Regions from separate parts of the Gossypium hirsutum genome. Here region 1 is linked to region 2. The links are chromatin contacts, called in public Hi-C maps. All regions are on one chromosome and are shown on one strand. The core of a region is the stretch at or near the end of the contact, and the rest is flanking DNA. Distances in the headings are between cores, read along the strand shown. Region 1 holds the start of LOC107893638 (E3 ubiquitin-protein ligase RFI2). Region 2 holds the start of LOC107894501.

Region 1 (5,745 bases), core at 865-3,364, 180 kb before region 2:
ACTAAAGAGGGCGCCATTTCACTGTTACTGTTCCAGCTGTTAAAATTAGGTCCATTTGTCTCGGACTAACTTAAATTCCAGAGCCTTGTTACCGCAAATAATAAGCAGAGGATGAACCTTTTCTCAACTTCTAAATCAGTTTCTAACTAAGAAGATGCCAACTCTCTCCCAAAATTTCCACCAAACTCTCTGTCTCTCTGTCTCTCTCTCTCTTTATAGCAAAGATTAACCCTTAAAAAACAAAAAGCACAAGGTGGCAAACATTTGATGTGAAGAACAGACAACTGACCATCACTTCTCAGCATAGAAATTGAAGCAGAAAACTACTCCGATTCAACCTTTAATAATTGAGAAAATGCTTACTCAAATGATGAAGGAAGTTGTGCTAAGCTTCCAAATGGACACCAATGAACTCCAAATGACTACAAAGAAAAAGCCAAAATAAGTAAGCAGCAAATGGATTTCAACTCAACTCATCTGTCAGCCTAAAGTGTACGCAAATAAAGAAAGCAAACAACAAACACTAACATGGAGACATGATTGTATAGGTTTGCAAAGAACTTTGGGCAGAAATTATTGTACTTAAAACATACCTAGATAATGAAGATTAGTTTAAATCAGTGAAAGAACTTTGGTTTATTAACTAAGAGCTCAAAAAAAACACATATCACTCAATAAATCAATAAATAGGATGGTGGAACCGTAAGTAAGGCAATAAAAAGTCATTTAGGTATGGCATGAAGCCAGAAATTATATGTAAAGAATTCGCATAGCAATGTTACTCCATTACCATTTCAGAGAAACTTAGATCATAAATGTCGTCATCATGTGTCAAATCATCCACACTAAATTCTGGGTTTGAACGGCAACCATTGGCATAAAGCCATTGACCTTTTTCAATTTTTCTACAGTTAGGGCATTGCATGGCACCCTTTATATTGAATGCTGAACCAATGCAATCTGAAAATAATAATTAAAAAACATATAAATAATAAATTAGAACCTTAAAAAAAAGGATTTTAAACAATCATTTTCTTACACAGTCTGCCAAAAACAACAAATGTAACATACAGAATACTCTAAAATCCTTCAAATTCGACTAATGTCCATCAAATTACCCCTCTCAAGCTGTTGTTCATCAAAACATATCGATAAAATCAGTGAAACTAAAGACAAAAATTTTTTTCTTCTAACTTGGTACCCTTCGACACTAATAATCTGGGGAAACTGATTGCAATACAACATTCACTCTGATCATCCAATCAGCCAAAGCAATAGACCCACAAAAATGAACAATTTATTGGAATATCTAAAATCCATTAGATTGCGTCTCATTCAACTAGTTATGCTTTTCTATGAAGCTAAACTATCATATCCAGCTAAAAGAATAGCAAAAATTGAAAAATTAAAAATAAGAAGTTCAAAAGTTCTCATATACATGATCAATTAAAGGCATCCGTGAAATTAACTGAGGAAAATTGAGCCCAGATCTTCAATCCCATTTTTTTTAGAAAAGATTTCTTGACAAAATCAGCTGCAAAATCTTGAGAATTTTGACTCACCCAAATGAAATTGATGACCACATTGAAGATTAGCCCACGATCGATCTCCATTATCAGTAACCGTTTCGAGGCAAATCGAGCATGAAACCGAGCCGAAAGACTTCCCTCCATTTCTGCAATCAACATTACCGCCACCATCACCTCCGTCACCGTCTTCCACCACTACATCATCCACACTATTGCTCCTTAATCCCATAATTAAAACAGTTATAAAGTTAAAATTAATACACCCCCGGAATCTCAAAACCTAAATTACCTAAAATTAAGAAAAAAGAAAGGTAAAATCAGCCCCTCTTCCTCCTCCTCCACCTCCTCAATTTACTAACACAACCTCCGATTCCAACCAGATAAAATTACTAAAAAAAAAAAAAGAAGAAAAAAGACTCGTCGTCTTAAATTCCTTTATTGATTGACCATAGAAGAACAGAATTTAGATTTTCCTTTTTTGGAAGGCTTACGAGAAAAATGAGAAATTAAGTTGAACTCTTATTTTTCTTTTTAAATGTCCTTCTATTTCAATTTTTTTTTCTCTTATTTTACAACGTTTTCGTTTTCCTTCTTTTATTTTTAGAAATTTTTATTTAAAACATGGTAGAAAAGAAACGTTATTTCCTAAAAATAATTTTTTTAAGTTTAAACTACTCAATTAGCCAAAATTTTAGGCTGCTTTTATTTTGGTTACTCAAAAAAATCTTTACAATTTCATCACTACCGTTAGAGAAGGCTTTAATTTTAATTACTCAAATGTTAAATTTTTTATCACAATTGAGGTACATGTCAAATCATTTTCACATTAAAAGAAATTATTTTTAAATTTTTTTTAAAAGATTAAAGCAAAAAAAGCGATAGAAATTAAGATGATGTGTAAAAAATTATCAAATTGTTATTTATCCATTACCAAAAATTTTAATTTTTTTTAATATTAAAAATTTAAATTTCAAAACATCAAAATCAAATAAATAAATTGTTCAAATTTGTTATCCCTTGATAGTTTGTTATTTTAATATTTAAATAATTAATTTAATCTCCTAACGTTTAGAATTTTATTAAGAAATCAACTTAAATAATTCATATTTAATAATTGTCTATGAAACTTAAATTTCTTTTGATTATATGATCTTAAATCTTCTATGCTAAGCCAAAAGCAAAGAAAATCCCTACAATTAATTAAATTAATTGATTGTTCTTTGTTTAGGTAAATAATTGATTAAAAAAATATGTATTTTGTTTGGCATAGAAGATAAAATTATTTAATTGCAAAGTTTTTTTTTTAACTTTTAGCTTATCATGAAAAATTTAAAATAATAGAATCTAAAAAAACTTAGTTTTATAGAGAATTATTAAAGATGAGTTATTTAAGTTGACTTCATTAAGGTTAATTTAAAAACATAAAATACAAATTTAAATTTTATAAGGAGATTAAATTAATTATTTTAATTAATTTCAATATTATAATAATAAATCTGTTGACATTATCAAGAGATTAAAATTTTCTAACAATTTATTTAATTAATTTTGATGTTTTAAATACCAATGTTTCTTCAACCACTAAGTGTAAGCCTCGTGTCGATCATTAAACACCTCCAAAAAATACTAATCGTGGCCAGCCCAAACAAGCACCACACAAAGTCACCCAAGAATGTCAACATGCACAATTCAACTCCTATCAACACTACTACCAATACCCACCACCTTAGTACTATAACCATTACCCCTAAAGCCATACTAGTGCCCCAACTTGATTAGAACTATCAAAATCCTCAATCAAGGTCTCAACTGTCTCATTTTAAATTATGGCACATTAGATATTATATTTAATTTAGTAGTTAAAATAATAATTTTAATAACAAAAGGACCTTATTGATAGAACATTTATAATTTAGAAATGTAATTATAATTTTTTAAAGTTTAGGGACTAATTTAGAATGAGATCATAGTTTGGATATATATAGTGCAATTAACTCTTGTAATTATATATATGGTTTTTTTTTTTGTTCAAGAGATATGAGTAGTTTATCACAGAAGTGATAAGCCATTGGAAAGTAGATAATATTTTAAGGTGTGTAAATTTTCAAAAATAAAAAATAGATAACTATCTTGATTTTATTATTATTTGTTAAACTAGCTTTATTTGATAATATGTTTTGATATAACAAATTAAAATATTTTTGAATAAAAGTTGAAGTTGAACAAAATTGACAAAATGATAAAATCAAGTTAAAATGGTTTCAATTGAGTTAAACATTTTCAACCAAGTTAAAATTTTTTTAAAACAAGTCAGTAAGTATCAATAGTTTTAAAAAAATCGATACCAAATCGACATTTTGTTTTCAAGCAATTTAGCTAAGTATCGATCCAGTATCGATATTTTTCATATGGTATAGATAAAAGCCCATTGGTATCGATATCTTTAGCTACAATGGTCACTAAACTTTGCATTAAATGTAAAAATTACCGATACCTTGTTAGCAAGTATCGATACTCGTTGTTGCAGGTGAATTTAATCATCTGGTATTTTCATCCCCAATGACTCTATTAACTTCTACAACAACCCCAACATTTGGAAATGAATTAGAGGGTATAAATACCATTTTCCAAAGATCCTACAATGTAACAACTCGTTTTCAGTGGAGTCGAAAACAATGGTTTCGGGACCACAATTTTGACACTGATTTCTTATTTTATTGTTATTTATTTTATATGAGTCAAACATAGTTTATATTGAATTTTGATTTGATAAATTTTTGCTAGTTGAACAAATAGTTAAGTTCAAATAAGTTGCTTTTAAAGTCAAGTAGTTGTGAAAAATGAGGTATCGAGACCTCGTTTTTATAAACTAAGCCCATAAAATATTTACAGAGTTATTATTTTGGTATGTGAAAGTTCGGTTTGGAAATTTTAATGTTTGGTTAGTTAATTAAGGAAAAAGGATTAAATCGTAAAAGTTGTAAAACTTAATCACTATTGAAATTTATTAAATAAATGGTTTAATTAGTAAATATGGGAGGACTTATATGGTATTTAGACCATAATAAATTTATATGGACAGTTAAAGGTTAATAATTAGTTTATTGTGATGATATTATTAAGGGTAAAATAGTAATTAGATTAATGAAAACATAAACAAAATAAAAATAAAACAAGTTATTCTTCCTTATATTTTTTTCCACCGAAATTATAGTGAGAGGAAACCATTAAAGAGCTTTAAGGTTCCGCTATCACAAAATTCATGCATGTAAGTGGTTTTTCTATCTGTTTCTTGTAAATTTTATGGTTTTAAGATCATTATAGCTTAATTTAGCTAACTCAATCACTATTTCGTAAAACTGTTAAAGGCTTTAAGACTTGCCATTGACGAATTCTAGGTGTTCTCGAGATTAAATGATAAATAATCTTGATTGTTAAATAGGAAGTAAAGGAATTTTTGATAGTTTTAAACCTATGGACTAATATGAAATTTTGTAAAAATCTAGCATATTAAATTGAAATTTTTGAATGTTTAAAGGCTATATAAGGTGCTGGTTTGTTCGGGTTTGAATATTAGGGGTTAAATGTGAAATTTTACACAGTTTCGATTTTAGGGACCGAATCATATAAAATATAAAAGTTTACGGTAAAAGTATAAAATATTGTTAAAGGGTCAAAAATGTAAATTTAAATATTTTATGATATTGAATTAGTTAATTGAATAAAATATTATATATAGATCAAGAAACGGATCGGTTGATTGATAAACGCGAGAAATGAAAAGTCATCGGGTAGTCGTCCCGTGTTAATAGCTACCGTATTTTGGTAAGTTCATAGTGTATTAATAAATATATTTTTGTACTTGTTACTTGCTGTAAATCTTAAAAATTTTGAGATTGTAAATGTTTTGCATTGAGAACTATGAATGGTATGATTTCTAAATTAATGTAAATTATTACATAATATGGAATTACTTATGTGGAAGTGCCTCTGATTTGTTAATGTGATGAATTCATTTAAATGTTTACTTGAACGTAGTGAACAATTAGGATACGATTGGCATGCCAATAGGGTTAGAACACGTGCTTGTATGGGATTGTACTTCAGTGCCTCTCTTAGCATTTCAACGCTCTTTGGTGTGTTTTGGGGAACTCGAGTATCCAAGTCATGTTACTATAGTTCATCGGGCTATGAAAATATGTAACTAATGTTAAAA
Region 2 (6,195 bases), core at 3,662-6,161:
ATCACAAGTATAATATCTCATAATAATTATCATATCATTTAAATAACATCAAAACATTTAAAATAATAACTATGTTACCAACATTTACATATGAACTTACCTCGATACCACAAAGGTAAAAAAAGACGTAATTATCCCTTAATCGATATCTTTCCGTTCTAGGTCTAAATCTTGATTTTCATCATCTAAAATGTCAGATTCAACTTATTAAAACAATGTACTGACCAAATTAGTCCATTGACACACTTGAGCAATTTTTGCAATTTTGCCCCTATATTTTGCCAAAATTACCAAATTACCCCTAGGCTCGTAAAATAATTTTTATCACATTTCTTTACTCCTTGAGTCTAGATGAACCATTTTCATAACTATAGCAACTCATAATTTCAACTGTTTCACACATTTACAACTCATTTTACAACTTAGCAATCTAGCCCTTTTTAAGGTGTTTTCATGCAATTTCTTTCACAAAAGTTGTTTATTAGACAACTAGGACTCATAATCTTCCATAAAAACACAGAAAACAACACATTTACTCTCATGGCAAAACCCTAGACTCTTCATCATTTTGCAAAATAGACCCCTCATATGAAAGCTCATGCTTTAGGGGTTCCAAAAATGTAAAAATCATCAAGAAAGACATTAAAAATCACTTACTAGCAAGGAATGTAAGTGGCTGATATTTCAGAGCTTCAAAACCCCTTTCTTTTCTGCCATTTTCGGTGGAGGAGAAGAGAAAAATGATAGCTTTTTCTTTTTAATTTGTTAATAATAAAACTAGTCAAAATTGGTGACCAACTTCACCTAATTTTGACTTTTCAACAATTTTTTTGTCTCCCATGGCCGGCCATCACAATTTCAATGGCCTAATTTCACTTTAAAGACCCCCAATTTAAGATACAAGGCCCACAATTTAACACCATTGTTCCGACTAGGCCCAAAATCAAGCTGTTACAGTATTTCTCAAATCTGAAGAGCAAATCGGTAGGAATCCAAAACCAAGATCTGACACTAATTCCCTACCAAAGTCGATTAGAAAGAAGTGAGGGATCGAATACTTGATACTTATCAAAAATCGATTGGGAGAACGAACACTTACACTAGAATCGACTGGGTTGAAAGAGTAGTGGTAGCACCAACGGTATTCGGCTCTTAGAGATTTCAATGGCAACAATTGATTACTCAGCACCAAAGAAGAGATGAAGAAGAATCTGCTAAAGCAAAGAAAATATTGAGTAGAGGAGGAATAAGAATTCGACACAAAGAAAGAAAAGAAAAAGGTTTTCAGATTTTTAGAGAAAAAGGGTTTCTGGCACAAAGTGAAGGGAAATTCGGCATTAGCTTTTCAATCCTCCCATTCGGCACCTATTTATAGCCCTATAGCCAAATTCTTCAAGCCCAAGTTCCCGCTTCAGCTCCACTTACTCCTCACTTCTCATTTCCTCGTTTTTCTCCCTGATAACCCCTTGATCATTTCCTCAATTTTCTCTTCTAAACACTCCCCTTAGAGTCCATCTTCACACCACTTCCATCCTTCTAGAAGGCCAAAATTAAACTTCCATCCTTCTAGAAGGCCAAAATTAAACTCTAAAAATACTAAACTAGGATTCGAACCTTGGACCTCTTTGCTAGCTACTAACGCCACCTCACTACACCTTATGTGGCATCACTTAGCCACTCCATCACAGGCTCTTTTTTTTATACTATTTCCCCTAACTTTATTTAAAAGCCCAACTACTTGCCAGCCCTGATTCTTTTAATATCTAAACTATAATTTCATTTATTCCTAGGTTCGAACTCAAACCTTATCTAAGACCTACTAAAATTATCGCTTGGATAAGAATATTAAACACAATTTTTATCAAAATCAAAAACTAAGAAAATTTAGGATTTCGGGATTTTTGAGGCGTTACACTCCATGTGATGAGCTGGTTTTGAAACTAATAGATATTGCTTAGCCAAACTACATGAAACTTTGAGGATTTCTTCATAACTCCAAGAAAAGTCTTAAAAAATAAAGAAGTTGCGGTTCTTCCAGATGCGCCAAGCAATAATCCCAAAAAGGCATGGCCAATCTACACCATCTAAAGAAAAAAAGAAATTATTTGTGAGATTAACCATCAACCAATTATGGAGAGAACTAATGTAAAACTTGAATCGCCTTTCTTCTGGGATAATATTGTCCCAGATGATTCTAGCTGCAGAACAGTCGCGAAGTACATGAAGTAAATCCTCACAATCATGTTTGCAAAATCCACAACCACTGCTATTCCCAATACCTCTGCTTGTCCTTTCGGCATTCGTTAGAAGGCGATGCTTAAGCGCGAGCCATAAGAAATACTGAATTCGCTGAGGACCTCTAAACCTCCAAGGCATCTCCCAAATGCGTTCTTTAGGATTCAATGAACCAGCTCAGATCTTCTCATAGGCAGTTTTGATGGAAAATAATCCAGTCGAGGTAGCCCCCATGCTATTTTGTCAAGTCCCGAGGAAGGGTGCGGATGTGGAATTCCAACAATTTTATGAATGATTTCTTCTAGAACCCATAAACAAAAAAGATCTAAGTTCCACGATCCATCACCTGCAATCATGTTACTAAGTGTACAATCCATATTAAGGTTAGAAGAGCATGGGATATAAGATAATAAGGGACCACCATTTGGGATCCAAGGATATCGCCAACATTGGATATTCTTACCATCTCCAATGGACCAAGAAATGTTTTCATAGATAAGGGGCCATACCTTAGCAATGGATCTCCAAAGGAACGAACAACGCCCCCTCAATATATTCTGGGGTAATCCACTGGAATGTCATACTTAGTCCGAATAACCCGAACCCATAAAGCATTAGTATTAGAGACAATGTTAAAACCCATATTCATCATGAAAGAAGTATTATGATCTTCTAGGTGTCTCAGACCAAGGTCTCCATGAGCTTTCGGTTGACATACTGAATCCCAACTCACCAAGACTATTTTAGTGTTGCCATTAGTGGAACCCCAAACAAATTTCTGCACTATATTTTCGATCTCATCACACAACCCTGTAGGGATCATCATTGTCTGCATGAAGTAACTTGGGATCGACAGAAGGATAGATTGAGCTAAGGTCACCCTACCTACCAAGGAAAGTTGCCTAGCGTCCCAGCTAGACAGCTTGTTGCGCACCTTATCTACCACAAAATGTAAAGTATAATTTGTAACCCTCTCGTAGAATAGGGGAACACCTAAGTAAAGCCCCAAATTACTCACTTCCTGAAAACCAAAAAAGTTGTTGATATTTCGCCTTACGTTGCCATTGATGCCTTTGGAGAAAAAAAATATTTGTCTTCCTCTTATTAATCCTATGACCAGAGTAACTACAAAAATCATCAAGAATATTCTTAATGATCAGAACCTGATGTTCCTCAGCATGACCAAAGAGAATCAAATTATCCGCGAAGAAAATATGAGAAAGTGGTGGACCATTGCGAACCAGGCGAATGGGGGACCGATTGCCAACACCTATGGCAGCCTGAATACTATGACTCAGCCATTCCTTACACAAAATGAATAAATACGGTGATAAAGGACAACCTTGACGAACACCTCTGGTTGGTTGAAATTTCGTAGTTGGAACCCCGTTCCACAACACCTGCATAGTAGAACTGAAAATTACAAACATAATAACATTACGTAAAAAATTAGGAATACCTGTAGCTTGGAGCGACGAGTCAATGAAATCCCAGCGCACTCGACCATAGGCATTTTCCAGGTCTATTTTGATGGTCATCCACCTCCTATTTTTTTGTAAGCTTCTCATAGAGTGGATAACCTCTTGAGCAATTACAATATCATCAGTGATGTTTTGTCCTGCTAAGAAACCAGTCTGTTCAGGAGCAATAAGCTTGGGGAAAACCACTTTAAAACGGTTAGCAATAATCTTCATAATCAGTTTATAAAGAACAGAACACAAATTGATTGGCCGAAACTAGGCAAAGCCTTCCGGATTATGGGTCTTAGGAATAAGAACAATAAGCGAATTATTTAATTCTGAATCAATACTCTTACCAGCAAAAATACCTTTAACCCAACTAAAAACGGAGGTGTCAACATGATCCCACTGGCTTTGGTAGAAAAGGACGTGAAAACCATCACTTATTGGAGCTTTCAAAGGAGCCATGTCAAACGAAGCGGTTTTGATTTCCTCATCAAAAACTGGCCTATTAAGGAGGTTAAAATCTTCATCACGAAGAGGTGGGGAAAGCGTTCAAGGGTAAGCCTCTCACAGGACTGGGGTGTTCGCCATATAAAGCTTTAAAGAAATTGACCGCTTCAGTCTTTAGCTGCTCCTCATCCATGATCCATTCCCCCAAATCATTTTTTAAAGTGGTGATTTGATCCTGCTTCCTTCTTCTCAGAGTTCGAGTATGAAAAAATTTAGTGTTGCAATCCCTCAAGGTTAGCTAGACGCATCGAGCTTTCTGTCGCCAAAGAATCTCTTCATGATACAATACATTTTCCAAATCTTCTCTAACCTCTGACTCAACTTGACTAAGAAAAGCCGAGTTTCTTCTGCTGTGCTCGATCTTAATGTTGTGAAGTTTCTTTGTCAGAAACCTCTTTCAGGTAGGAATGTGACCATACACAACTTTGTTCCATCTTTTGACTTGATCAGTAAACTCAGAATGAACCGTCGACATGTTAGATGAAACCTTCCAATTCTCTTTAACAAAATCCGAGAACGCAGGATGTTCAACCCAACCTGCTAGAAATCTAAACGGACGCCCTTGAGAGGAATGAATAGCTGGCATCAAAGAAAACTCAAGGGGTCTATGGTCCGATTTAAGTCGTGGTAAATGGGTCACCAAAGAATTAGGAAAAAGAGTGAACCAAGCATTGTTGCAGATAGCCCTATCCAGACGCTCCATAATCCCCCATCACTGCCAAGTGAATTGCGGTCCACTAAAGCCTAAGTCTTGCAACAAGGCGGAGCCCAAAAGTTCACCCAAAAAAGGACATCTTTTTCCTAGAGTCCGGCCCCCTCTCTTTTCAAAAGGAGAAAGAATAGCATTAAAGTCACCAATCGCCATCCATGGAGACCCATCCACAGGAATAGTTCTCTGTAAAGTCTCTCACAAAAGTCTCCGTTTACTATAATTCGAGCTGGCATACACGAAAGTGACCAAAAGAGGCTGCCTAGAAGAGGTACCAGAAATTCTGACTAACACAAATTGCGAATGGTTTTTAAGAACCTCCACACAAATGGATTCTTTCCAACCAATCCAAATACCACTTGAAAAGCCCACTGCCTTGACACGATGTGAGTAATGAAACCCGAGCTTCATAATAATTGAATCAGCTTTTCCCTCACTGACCATTGTTTCGATAAGACTGATCAAATCAGGTTTATGTTCCTGATTGTATTCATGAAAAACCCAAGTAAACTTCGAACTAGCACAACCCTAATAATTCCAAGAAAAAATAGTAAAATTCATAAATAATAAATTAAAAGTAAGAGGACTAACCTTTCAAAGGCCAATGGAAGCTTTATCTCCTTTCTCGTTGGTACTAACCATGTCAGTAAGGGTCTCTACTTGCTCACCAATAAGTTTTGCCATGGAATTCATATCATCAATGAGTGAGACACGCGAATTTCTAGCAATTTTAAAACGTCTCCCCCGTCGTCGAATTGTCTTATTTAGCACTCTACCACTACGCCCACTTACTTTTTTATTATCAAGTCCATGTCCTTTTGAAGGAGCTGACAAGATACTAGAGTCAGTTGGTCTATTATTTAACTCAGTAACTACGGTCTTGTGATCTGAATTTCCTTTAAAAATAACGGCCGAATGTCTTTCGGGATCTAACACGTTAAAATATAAAATCACCTCTGACTCCATAGGTCATTCGAAAATGGGATTAAAGTGCAGGGAGAAGTTTTTATTTTTTGAAATCGGTGTGGGACCCGACTACACAATATGGTCTAAGTGTCTTGAATCATTTAAAATCAGCTTGCCTGTCAAAATGGGTTGTGACCCGTCCGTATTGGAGCTAATATTATTTTCTAAAATTAAATCCCCATGCGTCTGACCTTGTCCAGCTTTTCCTTGTTCAACTTCCAAATGGACTAACCCACTAGCTTTATCCTTAAGCCCAATAAATCAGTTATGGCCCACTATTTCCTTACCTTTATTTCCTTCAGCCCGATGCCC

Evidence for each region. A called contact is a pair of places that touch in the nucleus more often than the background predicts.
Region 1: a contact with region 2 is called in a Hi-C map of leaf, with 3 times the contacts expected there. The contact joins the promoter of LOC107893638 here to the promoter of LOC107894501 in region 2. A contact is called at or near these places in 8 of 34 Hi-C or Micro-C datasets (callus, hypocotyl and leaf).

What each region holds. Positions count from the first base shown.
Region 1 is chrA13:77,308,152-77,313,896 of Gossypium_hirsutum_v2.1, reverse strand. It overlaps LOC107893638 (E3 ubiquitin-protein ligase RFI2), which reads right to left and starts at 2,114. Exons shown (of 6, transcript XM_016818677.2): 1 at 1,563-2,114; 2 at 791-960; 3 at 364-422. The coding sequence starts at 1,758.
Region 2 is chrA13:77,128,135-77,134,329 of Gossypium_hirsutum_v2.1, reverse strand. It overlaps LOC107894501, which reads right to left and starts at 4,911. Exons shown (of 5, transcript XM_016819770.1): 1 at 4,628-4,911; 2 at 4,014-4,203; 3 at 3,735-3,923; 4 at 3,399-3,635; 5 at 2,783-3,256. The coding sequence starts at 4,911. The coding sequence ends at 2,783. It overlaps LOC121212416 (a long non-coding RNA gene), which reads left to right and starts at 5,541. Exons shown (of 2, transcript XR_005907541.1): 1 at 5,541-6,195.